Regions from separate parts of the Mus musculus genome. Here regions 1, 2 and 4 are each linked to region 3. Evidence: chromatin contacts called from public Hi-C data. All regions are on one chromosome and are shown on one strand. Each heading gives the region's core, a stretch centred on a gene start, on an enhancer-like site or on the middle of the called end of the contact. The rest is flanking DNA. Distances are from core to core; before and after follow the strand shown.

What was found. Hi-C and Micro-C count contacts between places; a contact is called where the count stands out from the background.
Region 1: a contact with region 3 is called in a Hi-C map of uterus, with 2.9 times the contacts expected there. The contact joins two enhancer-like sites. A contact is called at or near these places in 1 of 39 promoter capture datasets (the 3T3-L1 cell line), 7 of 484 Hi-C or Micro-C datasets (the 3T3-L1 cell line, cerebral cortex, forebrain and 1 more) and 1 of 115 datasets of contacts at active chromatin or transcription factors (the NIH/3T3 cell line).
Region 2: a contact with region 3 is called in a Hi-C map of cerebral cortex, with 2.5 times the contacts expected there. The contact joins two enhancer-like sites. A contact is called at or near these places in 3 of 484 Hi-C or Micro-C datasets (cerebral cortex, cranial neural crest and nephron progenitors), 3 of 115 datasets of contacts at active chromatin or transcription factors (embryonic forebrain, embryonic stem cells and stem cell-derived neural progenitor cells) and 3 of 9 other capture datasets (embryonic stem cells, embryonic tail and embryonic trunk).
Region 4: a contact with region 3 is called in a Hi-C map of the N1E-115 cell line, with 2.8 times the contacts expected there. The contact joins two enhancer-like sites. A contact is called at or near these places in 1 of 484 Hi-C or Micro-C datasets (the N1E-115 cell line) and 3 of 115 datasets of contacts at active chromatin or transcription factors (embryonic basal ganglia, embryonic stem cells and stem cell-derived neural progenitor cells).

Annotation. Positions count from the first base shown.
Region 1 is chr14:25,040,820-25,043,984 of GRCm38.p6, reverse strand. No RefSeq gene overlaps it. Among named protein-coding and RNA genes, the nearest start is that of Gm41112, 8.3 kb to the left of the region's middle. Within about 2 kb of position 1,479, at least 27 of the 459 cell types and tissues checked have an H3K27ac peak or open chromatin away from gene starts, as enhancers often do. A contact at or near this core is called in uterus, where this site is marked.
Region 2 is chr14:24,992,266-24,995,348 of GRCm38.p6, reverse strand. No RefSeq gene overlaps it. Among named protein-coding and RNA genes, the nearest start is that of Gm41111, 11 kb to the right of the region's middle. Within about 2 kb of position 1,453, at least 29 of the 459 cell types and tissues checked have an H3K27ac peak or open chromatin away from gene starts, as enhancers often do. A contact at or near this core is called in cerebral cortex, where this site is marked.
Region 3 is chr14:25,225,065-25,228,227 of GRCm38.p6, reverse strand. No RefSeq gene overlaps it. Among named protein-coding and RNA genes, the nearest start is that of Gm32379, 15 kb to the right of the region's middle. Within about 2 kb of position 1,452, at least 221 of the 459 cell types and tissues checked have an H3K27ac peak or open chromatin away from gene starts, as enhancers often do. A contact at or near this core is called in the N1E-115 cell line, cerebral cortex, embryonic basal ganglia and 1 more, where this site is marked.
Region 4 is chr14:25,419,406-25,422,587 of GRCm38.p6, reverse strand. Gm32645 (a long non-coding RNA gene) reads right to left here. Exons shown (of 7, transcript XR_003951092.1): 6 at 1,566-1,671. Among named protein-coding and RNA genes, the nearest start is that of Zmiz1os1, 14 kb to the right of the region's middle. Within about 2 kb of position 1,402, at least 98 of the 459 cell types and tissues checked have an H3K27ac peak or open chromatin away from gene starts, as enhancers often do. A contact at or near this core is called in the N1E-115 cell line and embryonic basal ganglia, where this site is marked.

The sequences.
Region 1 (3,165 bases), core at 230-2,729, 180 kb after region 3:
ACTGTTTGCTTTTTTAACTTATTTATAGGTTGGCAGTCTTCAATCACTTCTGTAACTCTTGTGAGGATCAGACTTTTTGTCTGTAAGATGGAGAAACTATCTCCTGAATCGGAGTGAGTATGAATTAAAACTTCATATGGAATTCACTGAAAACAGCTCTCAGAGCATGGAGGGTGTTCAATACACATTGAAGTCTTGGTTATCACCGCTTAGATTCTATTTTAAGTAGCCTCCTCCAAAATGGACCCCAGTTCTCCTTCCCCCCCTAGTATTCAGCCACTGTACAATGCTCTCCCTTGAGCGTATGCTGGACCCAGCAACTTGTTTCTAACAAACCAAATACAGAACTATATAGGAGTACCATACTAAAGATCATGTTATTAAAAAGTGTATATGGTCCATCTTAGGCACACTCATTGCTCATGATGAAAGAAACCTTCTACAGCGAGGTCTGTGCAGCCACAGAGAAGGACTTTCAGGGCAACAGTTAGAGAGGAACTGAGCCCTTTGTCCAACAAGCTCCTCAATAGGCCCTTGCAAAAACCTCCATGCATGGGAGAGGAGAGGGGAGGACCTGCCTCAGTCAGGCCATCAGATGCACCACAGCCTCGTTCCTGACTTTGTGCATCCAGAGATCCCATGAGACGATGCACACTTGTTGTTCTGATCTCTGTGCTTGGAGTCATTTGTTACGCAGCTCATTTCTTTCCTCATGATGTACAAAGACTAAATGGGTACTTGGTGAGCTAAGAGGTTATTGCACATGTGAGATGGTCTCAGCCTGACCTTCATGGGTGTCCTTGCTAGAAGGATGACAAGGACATTAGTGGTCTCACTTTTTTAAGGTTCTGGCTACTCAGCCCTTCCCAGATAGAGAAAGCAGAGGCAAGTGCCTTTGTCTGCGTTGTCAATTGCTCTGTTCCCAGACCATCCCCTAGTGTCTGCATGAGGGATGTACTCAGATGGAGAAAGTGGTGAAGGCTGACCTGGAGGGACCAGAGGCAACTGGCAAGAACCTGCTATGTAGATCAGAAAGCTGTCCCACTGGAGTTGGGCAGGTGGCATGCTCAGCTCCTGGGCCACTCCAGCTTCCTGGCTCTGGCTCTCACTCCGGCTTCAGGGAATGAAAGAGGCAGGGTCTGTGACTTCTCTGAGTTCCCAGATTCTGGTCAAATTTCAGGAAACTTCAGAAGAATAGGGTCTGAGGTCTGCTTCAAACACAGCAGGAAAGAGAACTTACAGACTGTTGTTGTTTTTTTCTTTTTTAAGTTTGTATTTTGGTTTTATTTTTGTAACACTGAAGAAGCCCTGAAGTTGCACGATCCTCTACTTTAAAAGGAGTTGTGGGAAGGTGGGGGAGCAGGGTGAGGAATCTTACAAAGCTGAAACCTTCTGGTGCTTGTTAAAAACAACAGAACAGCCATCTCCCCTCCCCTCAGGGCTGGCTGGCTTGACCCTCCGCTCTCCAGAATCTCTGGTTTTATTTTATAATCTGACTCGGCTGCAAACTCTGCAGCTATGCAGCTGACTTTTTACAGCCACGGCTGGGGAATGACTTCATCTTGGTGAATTTATGGGTCACGGCAGAGGATGGAGCAGAGGAACCTGGAGGGGGGGGGGAGTTTGCAGCCTATCCTGCCCCACCTTGGGTGATGATTTTCCCAGTCATGGCCTTGCAGAGCCAGCTCTTGCCCTGCTGTGGTGTTACGAGTTGGGGTGTCGCGCCAGAATCCCCTGACGATGTCTGACATGGTTGTGAACTCTCAGTAGAGCACAGGAGCTGGAAAGTGAGCCTTAGGGGTGGCCCAGCACATTCCAAAACCAAGAAAAGAGTCCAGGGCACCTGAGAGGCGTTTCTACTCTCAGGCATGGGGTTGGTTGGGCTTGGGGACATATGTTGCTCCAGAGACAGTGTGTTGGCAATGTTTGCCCCTAGGCTGACAGGGACTGGACTGGCACCAATCTCTCAGCTGCCATCTTTCCCCCTCCTGCCTTCTTAAAACACGGCTCCCGGAGCAAGTGCTGCCCTTCCTGCCTCTAGCTTCTCCCCAGATGTTTCCTGAGTTCTATCGCTCCTTGGCTAGCACAGCAACTCCCAGAAGTCTTGACAACCTGCCACTCAGGGTCATGGAGTCTGCTTTGATGATGGCCTGAAGATAGGTGGTCTAGGTATATATGCTAACCTTGAGAACTACCACGCCTAGAATCTGTTCACCTTCCTGCTACTCTCTGTCTGCCCTCTGCCCCAAATACATGACACAGAGTTAACACTTAGAGACACTTTGAACCAGGAGATATTTCTGAAATTCATGGGATAAACTACCCTCGGCCACAGTACCCCACTCCATGCTCGTGTGCATACATGTGTGTGTGTGTGTGTGTGTGTGTGTGTGTGTGTGTGAGAGAGAGAGAGAGAGAGAGAGAGAGAGAGAGAGAGAGAGAGAGAGAGAGAGGTGTGTGATGTCTGTATATATGTATATTGTAGCCTGAGAGCCTTGACTCTTCCTGAGCTGGACTGTGGACAGTTGAGGCTCAGAATCAAGCCGAAAGCTTCACCATCCCTGAGCCCTGCGATTTGGGGACACCACCGCATGCCCTGAGATATAGCTATTTCCATCTGATGGCACATGAAATAACCTTTCTGTCATCCCACGAGTGGATGACAAAGGCAGGTGGGGTTGACTGGGAAGACTCTGAAGCTGGGGATGACCCCGATTCTTTCCCACAACTCACTGTGAGACAAGTCTTGGGACAAGCAGTAGGGGGCAAGCCACAGTCCTCACCCTCCATGTTCTTGCAGACAAGGAGGCAAGGCAGCCAGGAAGACTCCAACTCCCTGGCTTGGTGGAGGTTTCACTACACAAATGCAGACAGGCCTTGCAGGGGCTGGAGATGTGACTCAGTGCTTGAGAGCATTTGCTGCTCTTACACAGGACCCACGTGGTGCTTTCCAACCATATCTAACTATGCTTCCAGGGGATCTGACACTCTCTCTGATCTCCTCAGGTACCAGGCATGTGCGTGGTACACAGACATGTGTGTAGGCAAATTCTTATGCAAGCAGTCAGTAAATCTAACAAAAATTTAAAAAGTTAAAAACGGTCTTGCTGACTGATATCTGAACTGAACTTGGACAAAGAAGTTTTCAGATAGACACGGCAAAAG
Region 2 (3,083 bases), core at 204-2,703, 230 kb after region 3:
GACGACCAGATGGAGGTGTGCTGTGACTCCGGTCTGCCTTGCGGTGACAAAGGCCTTCTTCGGGCTGTGACTTTTGTTTCTTTCTCCAGTCGCAGCTAGCAGTGCATGGGAGACCCGGAGCACCGGTTCTGAGTCCCATATCTGTGCACTGCTGCCTAAGGACAAGTCCCTTGAGGCCACAGATCTGGATCTCAATTTGTCTGTCTGGGACACAGAGGAAGGAAAGTGATTACACGCTTTCTGCTTCTGGCCTGAATGTGTTCTGATTCTATACAAAGAAGGAGGAGACAAGATCAGAGGCGTCTTCTAGTGCTCTGCTCCTTCGGGGTCTGAGACTGATACCCAATACCAGGTGGTCCCTGCCACTACCTCCTTAGGTATCAAAGCCAGGCCTGTGTGGCAGGTCACACAGCTGGCCTTGTGTTCTGCACTTGAGGGCTCTTGAGTTTCTGCTCCCCAGAAAGATCAGTTTCTTGCCAATGTCATCACTTTTAGCCAGGAGAGACCTATCAGCAACTCCATCAAGTTCTGCACCCCCCCCTCCCACCCCACACCCCCATGCCCGCCTCAACTTTAAGTCTGAGCCCTGGGAACACTGGGGAAACTTAATTCTCGGACACCTTGATTCAAAGAGCCACTGTTCTGCAAAGGCAGAGCTGGACCCTGCGTTTCAGCAGGCTTTCAGGTGGGGTTCCACCCAGACATCGATAGCATGCGGGAGGCCTGTGAGTGTGTTGACCTGGCTTCAACCACAGCTCAGTTTCAAAGACTTGGCTGTGGTCTCCGCAGGCCCTCCTCTTTCCACCCGAGGCTCCATCCCTCTCCTGCGAGCCCAGGTCGGTGTCTCAGTTACTGGGAAGGCTGTCTCTGCCTGTGGGCTTCACCCTTGTCTCCCCTCGAGATGAGATGACGAGCCACTTGAGGTTCCCACTCTGGGAATGCCTTGCTTTATCCTCCCAGTTCCTGCCAGGGTTGATATGGAGGGACACCAGGACTTCCACAAGAGCAGCGTAAACAGGACGAAGCTTCACACGACCTTCTCATGCCCCCATGCCACCCTGGACAGCTCATCCCCTCCCAGTGCAGCTCAGATCCTCCCTGGGCGGAGCAGAGTTGGTCTGGAATGAACAGACTTTGTAAATAGAAGTCCTTCACCACACCGCTCAGGAGCCTGCCCGTTCCTGAAGCAGGGCTGGGGACATTTCCTGCTTCCCTTCCCTGCCGCTGAGAAATTAGTAGGCACAGATTGTCAAAAAAAAAAAAAAAAAAACAGCCGGGCCTTTGTAATTACAAATGTGCACACATCCCACCGAGCGTCATTTTCAAAAGGCATATTAAGCAGCAGAGACCACAGGGGGGACCCGTGTAAACAGGCTTCCTCAGATCCTGGCAGAAAAGGCTTGGAGGAGGCAGTTGTCCCCAGGAGTTGTTGGCTGTTCCCACTCTTCCACCCCCACCTCCCTCCCTGCCCAGCAGCTAAATGTTCAATGCCTGGGAACACGGTTGCAGATCCCAGCAAGGGAGCATGGCGACAGAGAGCTCTGGAGTTCACACTACAACTGCCTTTAAGATCCCAGTGGTTTCAGAGTTGATGCTTTCCCGAATCTCATTCTACAGTCCCGCCCCACCCCCTGCCTCTAACAGCCACGGATGGTCCTCCATGTTCTCTGATGTTCCCTTGCAGCAGTCCATACAGAATATTGCCTCTGCTCAACACTAAGGGTGCTGTAGAAAGCTACATTTGAGCCTGAGATTTGTGTTAGGATTCCAGAGCATATGTCCAAAGTCCTTGTTAGTCTCCATTATCTCCCATCCTATGAGCATGCAGTCAAGACCCTGATATAGTGAGCAGCAAAGGGCATTAGCCAAACATGTATTGTTTAATTCAACATTCCTGCGCTGGACATCCCTGGTTATCAGGCCACCTTGGTTATTGTGACTAGATCACTGCTATATGACAGCAAGAATGGCAGGCATAAAGACATTGGTAGTGATAGACAAGGGGGTACCCTGGGTTTCCCTGAGAAGTGGTGGGCAGGTCTCTGCTCCCTCTGATGGCATCCTCCCAAGTAGGTAGCTTGATAAGCCACCTTCCCAAACACAGAAGCAAAGGGTCGCAGTGGGTAGCAAAGGGGGTCTCTGCCTAGAATATCCGGGAAGCCACCACTGTTCAAGGTGCAGCACCCCTGTCTCCACTGCTGTGGGAGCAGAGGAAGGAGAATATAATTCAAATCTGGAGTGCTTAATGGAAGGCTTCCTAGCTGACGGACGGGAGCGCGAAGATTAATTCAAAAGCAGGAATAGATGTTATTTAGGAAAGGAAGGGCATTCAAGACAGAGACGAGGTGAAAGACAGCATCGATCATTTCACCGGCGATGAATGCTTGAATCTGGCAGCAGTACAAAATGAAAGAGCTGGATGTGGGAGTGGGGGAGCAGAGCAGGAGACCAGGGGCAGGCAGGCCGGTCACCACGCTTGTGAGCCAGGCTGAGTTGCAATTTGACCCTACAGCAGGGAGGGTTGTTGTTGTTGTTGTTTGTCCATACACACACATACACACACACACACACACACACACACACACACACATACACACACACACACACACACACACACACACACGCACGCACGCGTGCATAGGCAGACATGGGCTATGGCATCTGTGTGGAGGTCAGATGACACTGTTTGGGAATAAAGTTCTCTCCTTCCACGGTGGGTTCTAGGAAAAAAACCTCAGGTCACCAGGCTTGTATAACAAGTGCCTTCACACAGTGAGCCATCTCTCCTGTCCAAGAGAGTTTCAAACAGTGTGGTCAGGTCCTAGGAGGATGTCTCTGTGGACAGGTGAAAGATATTAATCCGTGTATAGGCTCCAGGAGTCAGTCATGGTTCTGGTATAGCTAGAGTCCCTCTAATAAAGTGGTCACTCCAAACTGGCCACCCACTTTCTGATGGTTGCAGCTGGTCAAATGCAGCTCTTTTGTAGGCATGTAGGTGTTGCTCAAGCACAGGGCCAGTCTGTCTTCCCAGAAAACTACAGTACTGAAGTGTAACCTGGAGTCACCTGGGAAAAGCAGCTCTT
Region 3 (3,163 bases), core at 203-2,702:
GCAGCATGAGCAGTGGCTGGAGACTGACACAGTGCCAGAGAGAGGAAGCCGGGGCTGCAGGTTGGAAGCCTCGCCTATGGATGGCCTGGAGCCCCAATTAAGAATCTGCTGGAAGAAGCGCATGTGTCCAATATTGGGGCCTTTGGTGTGGAGGAGCTGGGAACCACTAGCAGTCAAACTCTGCTGCTGTTCCCAGCTCTGCCCAGCTTGCTAGCTGTCTGCATTTTCCTTTGCTTTCAGCCACGGTGACTTCCAACAGTGCTCTGCAGAATCTCCAGGACTTCCCAGAAGAGGCCCGTCAGAGTCTGCCTTACATGTAAAAGTTCTGCTTCAGATGTTTGTCATCTAAGAGATCCTGCCGTTAAAGTCCATGCCAGAAAAAAAAAATCAATGGATAAGCTTTCCAAGTTCCCATGTGGCTCTCTTACCACCCTGGGTGACTAACATGGCCTGGTTTGCCACACACAAGTTTCATTTTATCTAACCCCATGTTAAGATGACCACACCCAGATAAGCTAGAGGGTCGGTACCCTCAGTTTTAACATTCTGCTCTTAAAAGACAGGCTACCGTCTGGAGAGGTCACGGGGGGGGGGGGGGCGCGGCAGGCTGAACACTGGGGCTAGTGGCCTCTGCTGCCGTGGAAGTGGCAAGAGCCTCCTGAAGGAGTTGGGCAGGAGACCCCTAAGGCAACTGGGACAGCTACATGAGGCATGGGAGTCTCTGGAGCATAAGAGATTAGTTGATGCAGTCTGGATTGCTAGGACTGCTTCCCTGGGACTGGAGCCACTGGTCTGGTGTCAGGATCCAGAGAACCCTAATATCGTCTGCCTAACCCCACAGCAGCACATCCTCACGGATAGGCACAAGGCCAGAGATGTTCAAGGATAAGTCAGTGGCTCCACAGAGCATGTGCGGTTCAGGCTCCCTGCCCCACCAGACTTGCTCATCTCATCCGTGGAACTCCAGCTCCAGCTGTAGCCTCCCTCCTGGAGGTCAAGGATGGCACAAGGAAGGAGTGGCTTAGACACTAGCTGCTTCCCACTGGTCAGGGCTGCTACAGTGCTTCCTCTTGAAAAGAGGCTGGGAAATGGTGTGTTTCAGCTGAGTGGAACCAAATCAAGAGAGAGAGAGAGAGAGAGAGAGAGAGAGAGAGAGAGAGAGAGAGAGAGAGAGAGAGAGCACTCTTGTTTGGATAATTCGCGGAGTCCTCAGGAGGTTCTTAGAGGATTCTAAATACACTGGCCATCCAATCTCCCTATCACAGGAGCTTATGTCTCAGAGTCCCCTGGGTCCCAAGTGCCATAGATGCCAGGCTTGGCATGATCCACACTGCTGGGGTGCCACCAACAGGCTGCCGGAAACCCCATTTCTTTTCTCTTCCCAACAAAGCCAGATGGCAGGCAGTGTGACTCCATCTCCGGCAAAGTCCAGGGGACTTTGTCCCCTCCCTGCTTGGAAGGCTGTGCCCCCCTCCTGATGCACTTCCTGTGGCCCACAGCCCAGCCTCTCTGTGAGTGAGATCCGCCCTTCCCCCTCCCGCGCAAGCCCAGAGCGAGTCAGCCCATCTGGTTCTATTTCACTTCGTGTTACTCATCAGGATGTGTTTGCCAGGAGTTATTTGATGTTCAGGAAGAATTCTGAAGCTTTTGAAAAGAGGTAAATAAAATCCTTTATCCCCCAAAGAGTCGTGAAATTGTGTTTTGCTCAGGAGGTGGCAGGCAGCCATGTGAGGTCTGGAGGCCCCTGCCTAGCCAGGCACAGGGGCTGGAGTTTCAGGATTTGTTCTTCTGTCAGTCAGTCTGCATCTCCACTCCTCCAAGCCCTTCCTGATGCTCTCTGGGGATGCCCGAATTTGGGAACAGATGAGGGCTGCCTGTGGGGACAGCCCAGCCTGTCTCTTGCTCTTCAGCCAAGAAAGCTTTTAGGGAGCTCGCTCCTTCTGGTCCTCAGCCCTGTCACTCCACAGCCGTGCATATGAGCTCCAGGGGAGGGACCAGAGGGAGCCGTGTTCCCTGCCACAGAACAACCTGTGAGGGTGACTGACAGAGGGCCTGGGTTGGGGGAGCTCACCCCATCTGCTAGGGTCTGGATATCACAAAGCAAGGGAGCTGACATTCCTCCAAGCTCTTGTGAATGGCAACAGACATCATAGATGCTAGGAGACCCAGAAGGGCAGGCTCTGCCCCTGAGACTGTCCTACAGAGGAAGGTCCCACCCCCTTTAGCATCCATTTCTCCCAGAGTCCATGCAGCCTCCTATTTCTGCCCAGAGAAGTTTCAGTGCAATGTTGAAGTTATCCCTGACAAGGGCTGGATCCTCAGGTCTCCTTAATCCAAGGTGGACCCCTCTCTACCTTTCTGGGGGCCCTTAACCGTCCTGTTGAGAAGAGACCAATATTTGTATGATTGGTTGCTGCTTGGTCAGAATCTGAGGGTTTACTTCCACCCAAAACATCCCTATTCTATGCAATGCCCCCCACATAAGCAGCCAGGCAGAGGAGTGTGGGCTCACCCCTGTACCTCTTGATCTGTCCTCCCTATTTACAGGGATGCCAGAGGGCTCCTCCACAGCCCGGGGCAGTGTCATCTCAAATCCTACAGTACGTGAGGCTTCCCACCCACTGCATCCCTCGTGACAGCTTACAACCCTGACTATTAAACATTGATCACTCAAATTTAACATCCTATCTTCCCTTTGATATCTTCAACTGCTCTCTGCATAAGACAACAAGCCTCTTTCTGCAGCTCCGTATGAGGGAGACTTCAAAGACTTCTTCCAGGTCCCTCAGCACTGCAGTTCTGGGATTCTGCCAGCGAGACTGTCAGGAGGAAGGTTTAAGGCATCCTCTGCTGGCAGCATCTTTGGGACTCAGGCCTGTGGGGAAAGCTCCATGCATTAAGTCCTGGATTCTGGAGTGATCTGTGCATCATTGGGAAGTCAGTCAATGGCATGATAATTCTTTTCTAGAAGTATCTGTGGATCATGGCAAAGGATTTAATTCAGAGGCAGAGGCATTGGGCTTATATCTTTGAGGAGCCAGGCCTGTGTCCCTGAACTGTCCCCTGTCCAACTCTGGGTCCTCAGGAAAGTTCTGGATTCCTATCTGTTAAATGGATATGATCATTCTTAGCTCTCAGCAAAGTCCTTGAGCAGAGGGTGTGG
Region 4 (3,182 bases), core at 153-2,652, 190 kb before region 3:
AGCCAGGTTGTCTGTGGACTGATATATGTGGAGTGTGTATCAGGTCGGGGGGATGGGGGGTAATGGGCACATTACCTGTAAGTGGGAGCATGAGTGGTCTGTGTATCTAGTTCAGGGTGTGTGGGTCTGTTAAATACAGGCGAGAGGTATGTCTATATATGTGTGTATATATGTGTGAGTGGAGGAGACATCATCTGAAAGAGAGGGTCTATGTATTGTGTACATGCTGAGAGCAGGTTGTCTATGGGTAGGAGTATGATAACATATAACACATGTATATACATATACATTGTGGCATGTGTGTGTGCTGTGGGCATGTTATCTGTAAGTGGGTTGTTCTGGGTGGGTTGTGTGTATATATGTATGGGGTATGTATTGTGTAGGGTGTGTATGTTGTGTATGTTGTATATGTTGTGGGCAGGTTATGGTCCAGTTGCCTGTGTGTGGCTGTGAATGTATTGTGGGCAGGTTGTTATCTGTGTGTGTGTACGTGTTATGTGTATTATGTGGGATGTCTATGTTGTGGGCAGGTTGTCTGTGTGTGGGTGGGTGTGATGTGCATATCTTGTGGGGTTTGTGTCTGGGGTGGGTAGGCTGTCTGTGGGGTGTGGGCTTTTTTTGTGGCTATGAGTATGAGATCAGCCTTGAGCATGTGGGCGCATGGGGAGGTAGGAGCAGGCAGGCGGGCAGGCAGGCAGGCAGGCTGACGGCCAGGGCCTCCCCCGCCCTGTGCACAGTGGCTGGGTTGACAGCCGGGCGGAGAAGAAAACTAGACGTCAGGGAAATCAGTCAGAGACAAATCGATTCCCTTTAGAGGTGAGAAAAAGCAGATGCTGCGGCTGCTGGTGGCCTGTTAGGCTCCAAGCCACATCCATCTCAGCCCGCCCCTCTTCTGCTGCCTGCCAACGCCCCGCCTTTGTTAGGGGCCTCGCTGTGGGCCTGCTGCCTCACTGTCTTGCCAGCTTTTCTATGGCAGGGCACTCCCCTGCATGGAGTGCCATACTGGTGCAGGGTGTTCATAAACCTGCACACGAGGGTGCATGTACCAGCATGGCACTGGAGAGGCAGGAACCTGGTCATGGCTCTCATCCCAGGGCACCGAAGTCACAGGCAAATGACCAGTAGCTTGCTTATGGACATCCAGGGAGCACAACAAGGCTGGACCTTAGAGATGTGTCCCATGGGCAGTACAGCCAAGATGACTCCCACATGCATGCAGGTCTCAGCAGTAGGAATCCAACCTGAGACCAGGGAAGAGCATCAGGCTCCGAACCCTGCTGCCTGCCAAGTGGCCCTGAGTGTCCAGACTCACATGGGAGCCCAGGCTTTACTTGGTCCTTGGAGTGTCATGTGCCCCTGGACTGCAAGCTAGGCTCAGCTGTCTGGATAGTGGCCAGCACAGTCAGGCCTGACTCCTGGGCTGGGTCTTGCTGATTCTTCAGCTGTCAGTTTGCCTAGATCCCAGGCCTCCTCTGCACCCCCTTTCCCATTAGATTTCAATAGCCAAGACAGATCAGGAAACCAGGGCCAGGCCTGTGCCTGCCTAGGGACAGGGACTCACTTACATGTGGAGCTGAGTTCTTCTGTCTAGTCTCTGGATTGACAACTCGGGCCTGCCTTCAGAAAATGTGGATACTGGTTGGGCACTGGTACACAGTGCCTCCTCTGTGACTGAGGAGCAGAGAAACATGTTGGAAGGCCTCTACAACCCTAGACCTTCCTCCTCCCCTCCTCCCCTCCTCCCCTCTCTCTCCTCCCCTCCTTCCCTCCTCTCCTCCTCCTCCTCCTCCTCCTCCTCCTTGAGGCTGGATGTTTTAATTGAAGCTGACCTCCGCAGGAGGATTCTGCTTCTACTTACTCTTCCGGCTTCCCTAAGAACTGTCCCTGAACTCTGAGACTTCATGTTCTTGCCCAGGGACCAATGGCTCTACAAGCACTGTGGTTCTCCCTTTCTTCTCTTAGACAGACAGCAGGCTTTGTCTGGTACAGATGTCCTATAGTTTACCACGAGACATCTGAGGGCACGTTACCCAGCTGAGCAGCTGGTAGAGGCAGCCATTGCTGGGGTTTGGTTTCAGCAGTGCCTGATGCTGGCCTTCGAGATTAATCTCAACTCCAGACTCCCAGGCACATTCCGACACATCTCTACTTGCCCGAGCTGGTCGCATTCTAAAATTTGGAATTTGCACCCATCAGACCTGAGCTCCTAGCTCTGGCTGTGTGTCTGCAGACAGACACTACACCTCTCTATGCCTTGTGTTCTCTTATGTTGGGGGAAAAAGAGCCTTGCTCACCCCAGAGGAAGTCAGAGAAAGTCACAGGCACAAGAGCTGCTGGGAGAAACAGCTGTGTTTCGGCTACTGGTAGTCAGGGACTTGCTCATGGGAGTCTTTCCAGGGCCCACCCATGGTCATGATCTTCATTGTCCAGACAGATGGGAGAGGCCAAGAATCAGTCTACAAACACTGATTGAACCAGTTTGGGGCCAAGCCTTGCTATGGGCAGATAGCACTTGGCATAGTGCCTAGCCTATGGGATGTATTCAAAGATATGGCTGCTGAAAGAATAGGTGGATGTGGGCATGGATGTTGTTAGATGTCCCTTGCTCCCAGAGAGGTTACAGTCTCACTGGGTCCTGCTGGGGTATCAGACACAGGGTGGGGATAGAAGAGTAGACTCTGACTCCTTTACTGTTTCTGTATAAGAAAACTGAGCTTGGGAGTGTGACCTTGAAAGACCATGTTCTGCTGTTATATACTATACATATAGTAAGAGGGACAGGTACAAATACCCTTAGACTAGCTACATATGTCCAGGGCCAAGCCCTTCTGTAGGGTACAACACTAGGCCTTGCAAGTGTCCACTGTCTGAGCTGTGCTAACCAGCTTTATGGTGATGATGAGGGACCCAATGTGTCGTTGCTTGTCCTGAGTCTCAGAGGCAGGACAGAACTGGAAGCTGTTTGTGTTGTGCAACAAAGATGGCAAGGAACAGAGGGGCGCAGATGAGCTCAGGGCCCAAAGAGCCCAATGAAGAATCCACTGTGAGAACTGGATTGGATGAAACCAATGGATTGGAGGAAGAGCTGGAGTATATGGTGAAGCTACCTAGAGCCAGAATGTGCTCCATTCATAGCAAGTCCTGTAGCTGTAGCCATGTGCTGTCCTGCACACATTCCCCCA